Linked DNA regions of Zea mays: regions 1 and 3 are each linked to region 2. A link is a contact called in public Hi-C data. All regions are on one chromosome and are shown on one strand. Each heading gives the region's core, a stretch centred on a gene start, on an enhancer-like site or on the middle of the called end of the contact. The rest is flanking DNA. Distances are from core to core; before and after follow the strand shown.

What was found. A called contact is a pair of places that touch in the nucleus more often than the background predicts.
Region 1: a contact with region 2 is called in a Hi-C map of leaf, with 4 times the contacts expected there. The contact joins the promoter of LOC100281788 here to the enhancer-like site in region 2. A contact is called at or near these places in 5 of 25 Hi-C or Micro-C datasets (ear, leaf and tassel).
Region 3: a Hi-C map of leaf shows a contact between it and region 2, with 5 times the contacts expected there. The contact joins the promoter of LOC100272871 here to the enhancer-like site in region 2. A contact is called at or near these places in 2 of 25 Hi-C or Micro-C datasets (ear and leaf).

The regions. Positions count from the first base shown.
Region 1 is chr1:5,154,596-5,159,182 of Zm-B73-REFERENCE-NAM-5.0, forward strand. LOC100281788 reads left to right here and starts at 1,483. Exons shown (of 6, transcript NM_001368098.1): 1 at 1,483-1,695; 2 at 2,315-2,423; 3 at 2,563-3,338; 4 at 4,379-4,587. The coding sequence starts at 2,580.
Region 2 is chr1:5,258,714-5,263,137 of Zm-B73-REFERENCE-NAM-5.0, forward strand. No RefSeq gene overlaps it. Among protein-coding and RNA genes, the nearest start is that of LOC100383535, 21 kb to the right of the region's middle. Within about 2 kb of position 2,893, at least 15 of the 20 cell types and tissues checked have an H3K27ac peak or open chromatin away from gene starts, as enhancers often do. A contact at or near this core is called in ear, leaf and tassel, where this site is marked.
Region 3 is chr1:5,362,922-5,367,417 of Zm-B73-REFERENCE-NAM-5.0, forward strand. It overlaps LOC100272871, which reads left to right and starts at 2,415. Exons shown (of 1, transcript NM_001157626.2): 1 at 2,415-4,293. The coding sequence starts at 2,563. The coding sequence ends at 3,987.

The DNA.
Region 1 (4,587 bases), core at 233-2,732, 110 kb before region 2:
TCCGTGCTTCTTTGTGAATTTCAAGTGTAAGGGCGAGAGGCTCCAAGTTGTGGAGATTCATCGCAAACGGGATTGAGAAAAGCTAGCAAAACACCGTGGTATTCAAGTGGGTCTTTGGACCGCTTGAGAGGGGTTGATTGCAACCCTCGTCCGTTGGGACGCCACAACGTGGAGTAGGCAAGCGTTGGTCTTGGCCGAACCACGGGATAACCACCGTGCCATCTCTGTGATTGATTTCTTGTGGTTATTGTGTTTTGTTGAGATTCCTCTCTAGCCACTTGGCATATACTATGCTAACGCTTAACCAAGTTTTGTGGCTTAAGTTTTCAAGTTTTACAGGATCACCTATTCACCCCCCCTCTAGGTGCTCTCACTCGGCCACGGCCACGGAAGACAGACTCGACCTCGACCTCGGAGGAGCCTCCACATCGCCCAACCTAGGGCGCGGACCGACCACGTCGACAGGAGGCGCCATCATTACCCTACCCCGAGCTGACTCAGGCTACGGGGAACAAGACCGGCGTCCCATCTGGCTCGCTCCGCCAGATAGGCAATGATGGCGTCCCGCACACTCTGTGACGACGGCGGCTCTCGGCCCCCTTACGGAAGCAAGAGGACATCAGCAAGGACTCGACGGCTCCGACAGCTGCCCTCTCGCCAGGCTCCAGCACTCCTCCGACGGCCACGACACCACACGAACCGGTTGCCAAAACCCCTCCGGCTGCCACGATGGCATGTACTTAGGGCGCTAGCTCTCCTCCGCTAGACACGTAGCACTCTGCTACACCCTCCATTGTACACCTGGATCCTCTCCTTACGCCTATAAAAGGAAGGACCAGGGCCCTTTTACAGAGGGTTGGCCCGCGCGGAGAAGGACGGGACGGCGCTCGCGCAAGGCCGCTCGCTCCCACTCCCGCGTGGACGCTTGTATCCCCCTACTGCAAGCGCACCCGACTCAGGCGCGGGGCTAACACGAAGGCCGCGGGATCCACACTCTCTCACGCCCGCCTCCCTCCGGCCGCTTCCTTTCCCCCCTTCGCGTTCCGCCTTGCGTCGATCCATCTGGGCTGGGGCACGCGGCGACAATTCACTCGTCGGTCCAGGGACCCCCGGGTTTCGAAACACCGACAATTACATTGCCGTTATTTCCAAGAGACTTCCCAAACTATCCTTTGGCACTTGGTAAAGAGCTCACCGAAAAAAAACACTTAGCAAATTATTTGACACTCACGAAGAGCCAAATTTCGGTAGTGATTTGGAAACAAAGGAAACATACGGACATAATAATTTGGCGAAAGCGAAAAGGAGAGTGGTAGTATCGATCAGATTATAATTATTAATCAGGCCAGCTGGGGGGACGCAATTAATTACCCTCCCAGATGCATACGGATACTGGTGCTAGCCTACCACCACTCGTGAGTTGAGTTCAGCACGCAGATGTTTGGACGGGATATATATAGGCGCGATGCAGCAGAGTAGACTGGGCATGGGCCACTACTGCTAGTGCTAGTGCTAGTAGCAGCGGCACAGCGCGGAGAGGCAGAGAAGTAGCCAAAGCCAAGTAGGAGGAGGAGGAGGAGGCAGGGCGCGGGGCGAGAGCTTGACGCGGCAACCACCGCTGCACTGCACTGCACCCCTCGCTCCTCCGAGCTCAGCAGCAGCAGCAGCAGCAGCTCGCTCGCGGCATGTCGCCATGTATGCTTTTGCTGGCGCCCGTCGCCCCCACCCTTTTCCCGTTCCCCTTCCCCGCTCGCGGATGAGATCTTTGGGTTTGGTTGGTTTCTTTAAGACCCGAGCGTCCAAATCACCCCTGTGCTACTGCTGTGCCTGCCTTTTCTTTTGATCCCAATTTCCTCCTTTTCCACCCCTGCCCTCCCCCAACACAAAGCGAGATTCTTGCTTGCTTGGCAGAGGTAAAGAGGGGGGGCCTATGGCTACCTAGCTATCTATCTGCTAGCGGCTCGTGCTACTATTCTTGCTCTCCCCCGATGATTGCTACTTGCAACGCATCTTATTTGACTTAATTAGCTTGCTTGCTTGCTTATGTTTTCTCCTTTTTCTCTCTCTTTTCTCATCAGGACTGTATATGTTTTCTCTGGTATATGTGTGTGTATACATCTCTCTCTCTCTCTCTCTCTTTTGCTGTGTGTCTGTGTTCCTCGTTGATCGATGATCATGCGTGTCGTCTGGGCTGGTCGACGATGAGCTATAGCTGGGTAGTATCAGTAGCTAGTAGCTATCCCCATGCATGGATCATATCACTGCTGGCCGGCCGGCCGGTGGTCGCTGAGCACTAACTACGTGCCTCTTGTAGCCATGTCAGGAAAGATTTATCTGGTCGGCCGATCGAGCTCCTCTCCTCCGAAGCACTGAAGCTCCAGCGGCTGCCCTGCCTGACAGCCACTCCGCACGACAAAATTAAAGTGACTTTCTCCTTCTCCCCTTGTTCGATCCTATTCCTTCCACTTCCACTCTCTCTCTTTCCTTCCCCGCCCTCTCCGCCGCGCTTCTGCTGATCCGTGTGCTGTGTGTGTGTGTGCGCGCGCGCGCTTCAACCTCAAGAAGCGCGGGCGATCAAGATGGCGCACGACCCCAGCCTGGGCTTCGCGGACTACTTCTCGGCGGCGGCGGCGGCGGGCGCCACGGCGATGGACGACGACGTCGGGGCGCCGGAGCTCTATGGCCTGCATGCCGACGACATGGAGTTCCTCGGCATGCGTGGCCTGGCCGCCATGCCCCCCGCCGCGGCACACCACCAGCACCACCACCATCACGGCCACAGCAAGGCCGGTGCGCTCCTCGACGACGACGACGCGGGGGTGGGGCCAGACGTCAGCGGCTCCGCGGACGACGCCACCATGCGCTTCCTGAGCGAGCAGCAGCAGCAGCAGCACCAGGCGCCGCTGTCGCTGTCGCTGTGCCGGCCGGACGTGGCGACGACGTTGCACGAGCAGCAGCACCTCGCCGGCGGTGGCTCCTCGTCCCGGTACCATCAGGAGCAGCAGCCGGCGGCGTGGGTGCAGCAGCAGCACGACTACTCGCCGTCGCCGCAGCAGCACGCGTGGCACCTGCGCAGCTCCAGGTTCCTCGTCCCGGCGCAGCAGGTCCTGCAGGAGTTCTGCAGCCTCCCCGTGGACAGCAGCAGCGCTGCCGCCTCCAGCAAGCGCGCCAAGGCCGCAAATAAGCCGGCCTCGCAGCAGCAGCAGCAGCAAGAAGACGGCGGCGGCGCCGAGGGGTCGTCGTCGTCGGCCTCCTGGGCGCCGTCGCCGCAGATCCAGGCCATGGACGCGCTGGAGCTGCAGCGGCTCAAGGACAAGCTCTACATCATGCTGGAAGAGGTGAGCAGCGCTATAGCTCGCAACCGACCGATCGCCGAGCGAGCTGGGCAGCTCGGGTCTAGCTAGATAGCTAATCCATGATTAATTAGGCTCTACTAGTCCAAGACGAATCTGAGGGGGGAGAATAAGGGGACAAAAAAAAAAAGCTAGCAGGAAAGTACTACTAGCAGCAGGAGTTCAATTATGGTTGCCGGAAGGGTGCACCTGCGACTAGGGCAGGGAAGGGACGCCATTCTGGGGCCTCGCCCTTCGCTTTTGGAAACCTCTATTCTCCCTCGCCCACCTTGGGGTATCTTCCATCCATCCATCGACCCTGGGGCTGGGGCTGGGGCTCGGGGTCCCCTCCCCTCCTCCCTCACCCCCGGCCGGTCATACATGCAGCTGTGCTGCGGCAGACTCGCCCGCACAGTCTCTGCACAGCGCTATGACTCTGGGAGTGCAAGGACCTGCTGCTGGCCTTTTCTTTCGCTTCTGCATGCTGCTAGGTGCTAGCTACTACTCCACTGTCCACTGCCTTCTTCTTTGCACGCCCATCCCCTTGCCATTCAATGTCTCGGGCTCGATCGATCGCACAGTAGTCACGCTCACGCAGGCAGAGGCAGTTTTTACTGGTACTGTGCTCAGCTGCGAGGCAGCCGCAGGAGCTCGGCTCAGCTAGCTCTCTCGCACGTGAAATGTTATTGGAGAGTTCTTCTAGTTCTAGGTGGGTTGCATGGGGTCACCACCACCGGAAGGGCGGCAGAGGCAGCAGCTGTGTGGGCAGTGGCAGAGTTACTGCACCGGCAGTTGTTACCGTTTCACTGTTACATTGGCCCTGCAGCTGGCCGGCCATGCATCACTTGTGTCTGTGTCCTTGCCAGTTGCCACTGCCTGTGCCTGCACCTGTGTCTGTGTGTGGTGGTAGTACGAATCTAGCTACTGGAACAACTGGAAATGCATGCATGCATGCATATGCATGGACGGACGCGTCTGTTAAAAATGTCCATTCGATGGAACCATGCATCCATGCACTTGCACTCGTTAATAATTTATATTTGCAGGTGGACCGGAGATACCGGCGGTACTGCGAGCAGATGCGGGCGCTGGCGGGCGGGTTCGAGGCGGTGGCCGGGGAGCGCGCGGCGGCGGCGTACACGGCGCTGGCGTCGCGCACCATCTCGCGGCACTTCCGGAGCCTCCGGGACGGCGTGGTGGCGCAGCTGCAGGCGGCGCGCAGGGCGCTCGGGGAGAAGGACGTGGCGGTGCCCGG
Region 2 (4,424 bases), core at 1,643-4,142:
CAGTCTAACTGGCTACTGCGCTGATGATCTTCTCTTAGTGGTGATTGTGAAACTTGTGAGACTTATGTTTGTGTTTGTGAAACTTGTTGATGTTGCCATGTTGGTAATACTTGGTGTTGATTTGTGAGATACTACCTCTGTTCTCGAATATTTGTCGTTCGCTACTTCATTTTTGAACTAAAATGCGACAAATAAAAAAGAACGAAGGAAGTGCATGTGATATTTATGTTTGTGAGATACTTTGTATTGGTGATATTTATGCTTGTGAAACTTGTTGATGTGGTGCTATCTGTGAGATATGTGGTGTTAGTGATACATGTGATGATTCTATGATGTATATGCGATATAAATGATATATATCTTTTGTTTGTTTGGATGGAATAACAAAAACAAATAAAAAGGAGGTCTTTGGACACTATACCGAGTGTTACACTCAATGCATTTGTCGAGTGAAGTGACCATATCACTCGACAAATAGAGCACACATGGGAACCGGTAAAGCCTCTTTATCGAGTGCTATGGTCCTACAACAAAAGGTACATCTCTCTTTGTTGAATCAAATCCATGTTTTTATGGCTGATGAGATTCGAACTCGCAACCTCTCTCTCACTTATAATCTTCTCTAGCACTACACCACTATCTCAATTGTGTCTATATCATATTTTTCTTCTCCACATAATATAACAAACCAAGTGCAAATAGATTATTTGAGGCACTAAATGGATTCAAATGAAAAGTTTGTCAACTACAAAGTTGCATAACTTTTTGAGATCTACTACTTTTATTTTGACAATTTCTTCATCCGAGGTCATTTACAAAATTTGAATTTCAAAATTGAAAACTTCAAACATATTTTTATATGACAAGATGATTTTAAATAAAAAGTTGTTAATTAAAAAGTTTCATAACATTTCAGGACCTAGTACTTTTATTTTGGTCGTTTTTCCACGCGAGGTTGGTTGAAAATTTCGAATTTTAAAATGCAAACGTAGTTTTGCATGACAAATGGTTTTAAACCAAAACGTTGTCAACTACAAACTTTCATGATATTTCAAGACCTACAACTTTTGTTTTGGTGGTTTTCCTATCTGAGGTATTTAAAAAAAACTATTTTTAAAATTTTTAAGTTCTGACGTAGTTTTCGTTGACAAGCTAACTTTAAATAGAAAAGTTGACAACTATAATGTTTTATAACTTTACAAGATTTATAGAGTTTATTTTGGTTGTTTAATCATTTGTTCATCTAACATGGTGGTTCTAACATTGTTCACAAATCTTATACATCTCACTTGTAGTTTCATAAACTATAAGCGAGATATAAGTTAATTTACTTTTGATTTGTCATCTGAAGAAAGTAACCAAAATAATTATGCATCCTAATGATTTATATAACTTTGTAGTTGAAAACTTTTTCATTTTGAATTAGTTTATAGCTTCAAAATGTGATTTGAAAATTGACATTGCCTAATGTCAAAAAAGCACTTGGCAAAGAAGCTGTTTACTGAGTGTTTTTTATACTAAAAAAAGAAGCTCTTTGTCTAGTACCGAAAAAACACTCGACAAAAAAACTTTCTTTTTCTAGTGCCAAAAAACACTAGGCAAAGAGCTTCTTTGCCGAAAACACTCCACAAAGAAGTTCCTTACCGAGTGTTTTTGTATGCCGAGTGTTTTTGTATGCCGAGTGTTTTTTGTTTGGCACTAAGTAAAGTTATTTTTTGCCGAGTGCCGAAAAAATCTCTATAAATCAATTAATACTTGGTAAAGAGCCAAATTCAGTTACCGGTAGCGGTGGTGGTGGACCAGCGGGTGTGGCGCAGCAGTCGGTGTGCTAGGACCTAGCGGGCTTGACGCAGCAGTCGTTGTGCTACGACGCCGGGCACGAGTGGACGATGTCCGTGTCGTGGGGGTTCACGGTGGTGGTGGTGCTCAGTGGGGTGTTGTGGCCGCAGGAGATGCAGACGTCAATGAGGACGTTCCTTATTCCTTAAGAGCTCAACTGGTACCGCCACGCCAACTACACGGCGTACGCGTTCAACACGTGATCCGTGGCCCGGCACTCGTGCCAGAGGCCGCAAGTGCACTACATGCGACAGCAGTGGTAGAGCACCCATTATGGCGAACTATGGCTTGAGCCATACCTAAAAAACATATTTGATGTAGTGGTAAGTGCATACTGCTTGCAATCAACGGGTTCCAAGTTTGAGTCTTGCGTGTTGCATCATGTTTTTCTCCTTTTTTGGCGGACTATGGCTTGAGCCATACTAAAAAAATATGTTTGGTGTAGTGATAAGTACATACTGCTTGCAATCAATAGGTTCCAAATTTGAGTCTTGCGTGTTGCATCATGTTTTTTTTCTTTTTTTTTTCTTCTTCAGCCGTATCTAATTATTGTTTTATCTTCCGCCACTGTGCGGCAGGCGTGGCTAGACCGCCGGCGGCGCAGCCGCAACGCCACCACCATGGTGACCGAGTACAGCGACATCGGGTGTCGCTCGCGCCGTGCCGGTGGCGCATCCCAGACCCCCAACGTGCTAAGATCTCATGGAGTACTACATTGAAGAGTATACATTTTACGGGGTAAAGTTTGAATATAGTGATTGTAATGAGTAAGCTGCTACAGATAGCCAGCAACGTGCTGCCACTGTTCTCACGGAGGTGTCGATGTAAACTCCATTGAGGCGTGTAAGATGAAACGGGAGCGAGTGCTTTGGTGAGGATGCACGAACCTGCAAACTGTGCAATGATAGATTCAGGCACTTTGCAATTCCAAGGTCGTCAAACATGATTCATTGATTCTGCTGAGATCTCCCAGGCTAATCACGATGCAGGTTCCAACAGGCCCGGCACGGATTTATTTAGGGCCCAGGTAGGTTTTGACCTATGCTAAGAAGTTGGATTGGACTGGGCCTACCTCGACCGCAAGTTACGTATGCGCTATGGGACGTCGACGGCCTGCTAATAAGCGTGTGTGTTTTGATCAGAAGAAAAAAAATAATAATACAAAGTCTATTTTTACATTAATTTCTCTTATAATATCATGTCATTTTTAAAGACGCCAGAATCATCGATGGAACTGCTAGCGCAGGAGGCATGCTACTTCTCTATCTTATCCCTATTCTTTCTCCTTCCGATACTTTATTCACATATAAAAACTGTTCCAAGTGCCACGTCATTTTTTTCACAAAGAACCTCTCACATCTATTTAAAATTAACCTATCTCCCCTCTGCGCAACAACATCCACGTCCCAAACCACACCTCCACGTATAGATGGCCAAACGGCGGCCCGGCATGGGCTGACCGTGCCGAGCCAGCCCGTTAACCCATCGGGCCATTTGGTTAAATAAGCGTAAAATGTAGGCGGGTTTGAACCCACGCTCTGATGTAACGTCCTAAACAACACCTCCACATATAGATGGCCAAACGGCGGCCCGGCATGGGCTGACCATGCCGAGCCAGCCCGTTAGCCCATCAGACCATTTGATTAAATGAGCGTAAAATGTTAAAAAACGGTGGCCCATTAGCCAGCCAGGCCATTTGGTTAAATCAGCGTAAAATGTTAAAAAACAGTGCAAAAGGTGAGTTTGAACCCACACCCTGATGTAAGAAGGTGGGAGACATGGATGAAGCTGTCTAACCAATAAAACATTATGCTCAGATGTTTATAATATTGAATATAAATTGTACATATGTATATATAATTTTTTGTAAAATAAAAAAATCGTGTCGGATCGGGCCAGCATTATAGGCCGAGGCTACTGTCCAACCACCGCACGACGCTCGTGTCGGGCTGGCCCATGCACTTTTAAATGGGTTGTGCCTCATGCCGGCTCGTCAGATACGACCCACTTGGCCATCTATACCTCCGCATGATAATGATGGTTCTCGCTTCAGTTACCACCACCTCGTTCACATCATGCTTTCTTTCTCTCTCCCCTCGTGCCTCTGCCTCGGCGCCACCCCATTCTCAGCAGATGGCGAGGGGGCAGACGCCTCCTCCCCGTATTCGTCCGACACTAGCCCCGACACCGACTCGCATAGTGGCTATTGCACGTTCACGAGGACGTTTCACATCTTGCGCGCATCATCGTTTTCGCAGTCGTCGGACGTCCCATTCGTCTTTCCGGCCTTCGTCCTGTTCTTTCTTCCTAACCTACTGCCCCTGCCCACGGTCGCAGCCGCGAGCCGACCGACGCTCATCGACGCAGGTACGGGGCGAGTCGATCATGCTCCTAGCCTTTCTTCGTGCGTGCCGCCGAGGAGGACATGGTGACGCCTGCCACGCTTAGGTTATCTTGGCAATAAAGAGTCCAAGTCTGAGATATTGGACAACCAAGGCCCGTAGCGTGGCAGCAGTCAACATATGCTACGGAGTTGGTGGTGGTGTTGTGTCCCTTCGGCGGGTCCGAGGCTAGGAACACTCGCA
Region 3 (4,496 bases), core at 1,165-3,664, 100 kb after region 2:
ATACAACATCACTAGTGACTTCAACTAAATCCGAAGATTTGTTGAAGACCCTATATATTTGAATCATAATCAAGTAAAGACCCTTCAACAACTTTGGGAGCAAACTTTGAATGTATACCTTTCTTAACCAAGGTGTAGCATTTACTCCCAAATACATAAAAATAGGAAAAATTGGGTTTGTTACCGGTGAATTGTCGTTTTCTTGAGGAGATGATGAAGATAGAGACGATTTATGGCATGGCAAGCCGTATTTACGGCTTCCAACCAAAATCGTTCTGACGTCTTGTATTCTCCCAGCATCGTCCTTGCCATATCAATGAGTGTCATGTTCTTCCTCTCCACTACACCATTTTGCTGTGGAGTGTAGGGAACTGAGAACTGATGCTTGATGTCTTCCTTCTCAAGATATTCCTCCACTTGAAGATTCTTGAACTCAGATCCATTATCGCTTCTAGTCTTCTTCACTTTCAGCTCAAACTCATTTTAAGCCCGTCTTAGAAAGCACTTGAGGCTTTCTTGGGTTTCAGACTTATCCTGCAAAAAGAATACCCAAGTGAAGTGGGAATAGTCATCAACAATAACAAGACTATACTTACTTCCCCCAATGCTAAGATAAGCAACGGGCCCGAAGAGATCCATATGTAAAAGTTCCAATGGTCTTGATGTCGTCATCACATTCTTGATTGGATGACTTGTTCCCACCTATTTCCCTTTTTGACATGCTGCACAAGGTCTGTCTTTCTCAAAACGACATCGGTTAGTCCTAACACATGTTCTCCCTTTAGAAGCTTATGAAGATTCTTCATCCCAACATGTGCTGGACGACGATGAAGCAAACACATCGCTAAGTTTTTGATGACCGAATTGAAATCATGTGTACATTAGCGAATGTTGATCTCCTTTGTGGGCAGGGGCGCCAGGAAAGGGTGGGGTCAGGGGACGTCAGCAGCTGAGAGCCAGGTCTCGTTGGTTCACCAAGCTTGCCGACTGCTGAGGACATGTCGCTTCATTGCGACGAGCGAGATTCGACTTGTTGGGTGGGTCGGTGTTGTGGCAACGGGGCAAGGGCGGATGTGCCAGGGAGGGGTGGGGTCGAGTGGTGACATGTCGATGAGGGGGTGGCGACGAAAATGGAGCATAGGAGCAAACTGGTTTGGGTGGTGTCGGGAGGAATATGGCCAGATGGATAGATGTGAGGACTGGACTGAGTAGGAGGATGAGAGCTGAGAGGACTAAACCGATCCGACGAGGAGGTTCATGACAGGGTTGGTTTAGACCTTGTTCCAAACTTCGATAGCTATTTATTAGCCACATAATAAGCTGTTAATTGGTTTTAGCTAAGGCAGCTAACAACTATTGGTTATTTGATGAGTATAGTAGCTAACAATTAGGTGGTCAATCAATTTATCTGTTCTAAACCTCTCAGCTAATTTTAGTCGCTAGTTGTTAGTTTTAAAGGTTTAGAACAATGCCTTAGCCTATCCAAAACTTCAATTTGTCTACACTTAACCATAAATAATCATTAGGTACAAGAAGTTGTACAAAATTGAGGATTGCCATGGCCCGCTTTGCCCCTCTTTGACTCTGCCCCTGCGGAGTATGACTCAACAGATAATGCGCCATCACACCACGCTGAGATTGTCCGCGGTGAGCAACCTCAAATGGTACTGGATCCCCTTTGCAGTAATTGAAGGGGTGCAATGCTCAACCCTAAAAGGGTACTGGATGATAGGGAGAGTCTTCTCTCACCTCAAATACATATTACATCCTGTCCTACTCCATCTCTTGTTTTTCCTCTACATGACCAACAGTGGTGGATGTAGTTGATATATGGTAGAGATATAGGATAAATATAGATCCAGAGGATTGTGATATAGGGTTAAAAATTTGTTGACTACTCCCTCCATCCACAAGATTTAGTCGTTTTAGGTTTGTTCTAAGTCAAACTATTTTAATTTTAACTATCAATATATATAGATTAAATTATTTTAAACTAAAAGAATTATATATTATGGTAGTTCAAGTCATGATGAATCTAGTAACTTTACTTTTATATTATAAAATCTTATGAAATATTCGTTATAACGGGTTAAAGTTAATAGTGGTTAACTTAAAACAAACCCAAAACGACTAAATCACGTGGACGAAAAAATAAGACATAATATTTTTTAGGTTTTTAAGAAAAAAAATTATTTTTTTTAGAAAAATAAAATTTACTTAAAAATAGAGTTATCAAATTAGTTTTTTAAGTCAGAGAAACAAGGTAGGAGCAGGACGATGCGAATAGCCTTACCGACGCGTCCTAGTCCAACACTGACCAGGCCAAATGAAGCCACCGCACCGCCACAGCCACGACGCGTAGGCCCCGCCACACCACCCGAGCGACTTGTCTTCCCCAGCTCAACGCGCTGAATTGATTCCTCCACTCCGGCCTTGCCCGACGATCTCCAGCTGTCCTTCAATCAAATTATCAACCCAACGCCATTTCGGCGCTCCCGCTTCCCACAGGAGTCACAGCTCAACAAATCCCTACCCAAATCCACCTCCCCGCCCCCCACCGCCATGGCTCCCCCACCAACCTCGCGCTGCCTCGCCCTCGCTCTCATCCTCATCGGCGCCCTCTGCGCCGCCGCCGCCGCCGCGCGGTTCGCCCCGGCGGACAACCACCTCCTTGCGTGCGGCGCGGCGGCGCCCGCCGTCCTCCCCGACGGCCGCCGCTTCGTGCCGGACTCTGGCTGCGCATCCACCCGCCTCCGGTCATCCTCCCCGTCCCTCTCCTCCGCGGCGCCGCCCGGCTCCCCGCCGCCGCCGTCCTCGCTCCTCGCCTCCGCTCGGGTCTTCTCCTGCCGCGCGTCCTACGACCTCGATGTCCGCCGCCGCGGGCACCACATCCTCCGCCTCCATTTCTACCCCTTCGTCCCCGCCCTCGCCGCGGCCCGCTTCCACGTCGGCGCCGGGGGGCTCCTCCTCCTCCACAACTTCACGGCCTCGTCCCCCGTCGTCAAGGAGTTCATCCTCCCCGTGGACTCCGACGTCCTCGTGCTCACCTTCGTCCCCGACTCCGGCTCCACTGCCTTCGTCAACGCCATCGAGCTCGTCTCTGCGCCCGAAGAGCTCGTTGGCGACATCGGCACCCTAGTCACGTCCGGCGGCGCCGCTCAGATACACGAGCTGTCGTCTCAGGTGTTTGAGACTCTCTACAGGATCAACGTCGCGGGGCGCAAGGTCACGCCATTCAACGACACACTGTGGCGGACATGGGTTAACGATGAGAAATTCCTCATCGACACCGACTCCTCCAACTACATGGTGTGGTCGTCCAGTGGCCGGATTGCTTATCCCAAGGGTAGCAAGCAGATGACAAGAGAAGTGGCTCCTGACAATGTCTACAACTCTGCAAGATCCGTGAGGCCAGGGGTGAATGTGACTTGGGGTTTCCCTGTGCCTGCTAGCAGCCGGTACCTTGTGCGTATGCACTTCTGTGACATTGCTAGCAAGGCTCTGTATGAGCTCTACTTCAATATCTACGTCAATGGTGATCTTGCAGTCAAGGATTTCGATCTCTCCAGTGCAACTGGATTCTTGGCCTATCCTTATTACATTGACTTTATCGTCGATGTGAAGGATGAGGGGATACTGAAATTGGCGATTGGTGGCTTAAAGAAGAGTCGATCTGATGAAGTAAGTGGTATCCTTAATGCACTGGAGATAATGAGGATGAACAAGACCAGTGGAGGTATGGATGGAGACTTCCCAATTGATCTACACATGGAATATGTGGTGAGTAAGGGGATTGGAGAATTTGCCCGCTCCCTGCTCTGTGGTTTCATCTTTGTTGGGTTGTTTGTGGCTTTGGTCACGCTGATGGTGAGGTTGAGGACCGAGTTGAGGAATAACGGCACAGCTTGGTCCTGGAGACAGATGAACTCCGATGAAGGGAAACTGGCCAGAACATATCAGCTTGTGCCCAGTAAGACGGACTATTGAATATTGCAGGCTGGGCATCTTTGAGGAGTGACAACCTGCGGCTGTTGTGTGCATCTAATCACATCATACTTTTTATTAAGTTGTAAGTACTGTAGTTTTATCACCTCTCTAAAAGTATTGTAGTTTTGTATCATCACTCCTTTCATGCTTGGACTTTGCATTCTCCATGCTTTGTCAATGGTCAATGGAGGACATGCTCATGATGCTGTAAAAGTACTCTACCCTAGATGTGGCTGTATTGCTATTGCCTCATTTATTCAGTTTGACTTCTGAAACATGGATTCACAGCTGAATTGCATTTGAATATAATTAGTTGTAGTGGAGACATTTGATTATAAAAAAATAAGTCAAATAGCTGCAGAAGCCATCATGCCATTGTATTTGTAACATGATTTGGCTGTTGCTGACTTACTGTTTTCTTCTCCACATGGATCATGTATCACTTTGCTCTTGAGCCCCTTAAGGACATTCTCTTTTAGTGTTTTAGTAAGTTTGGTATCCCTTATGAA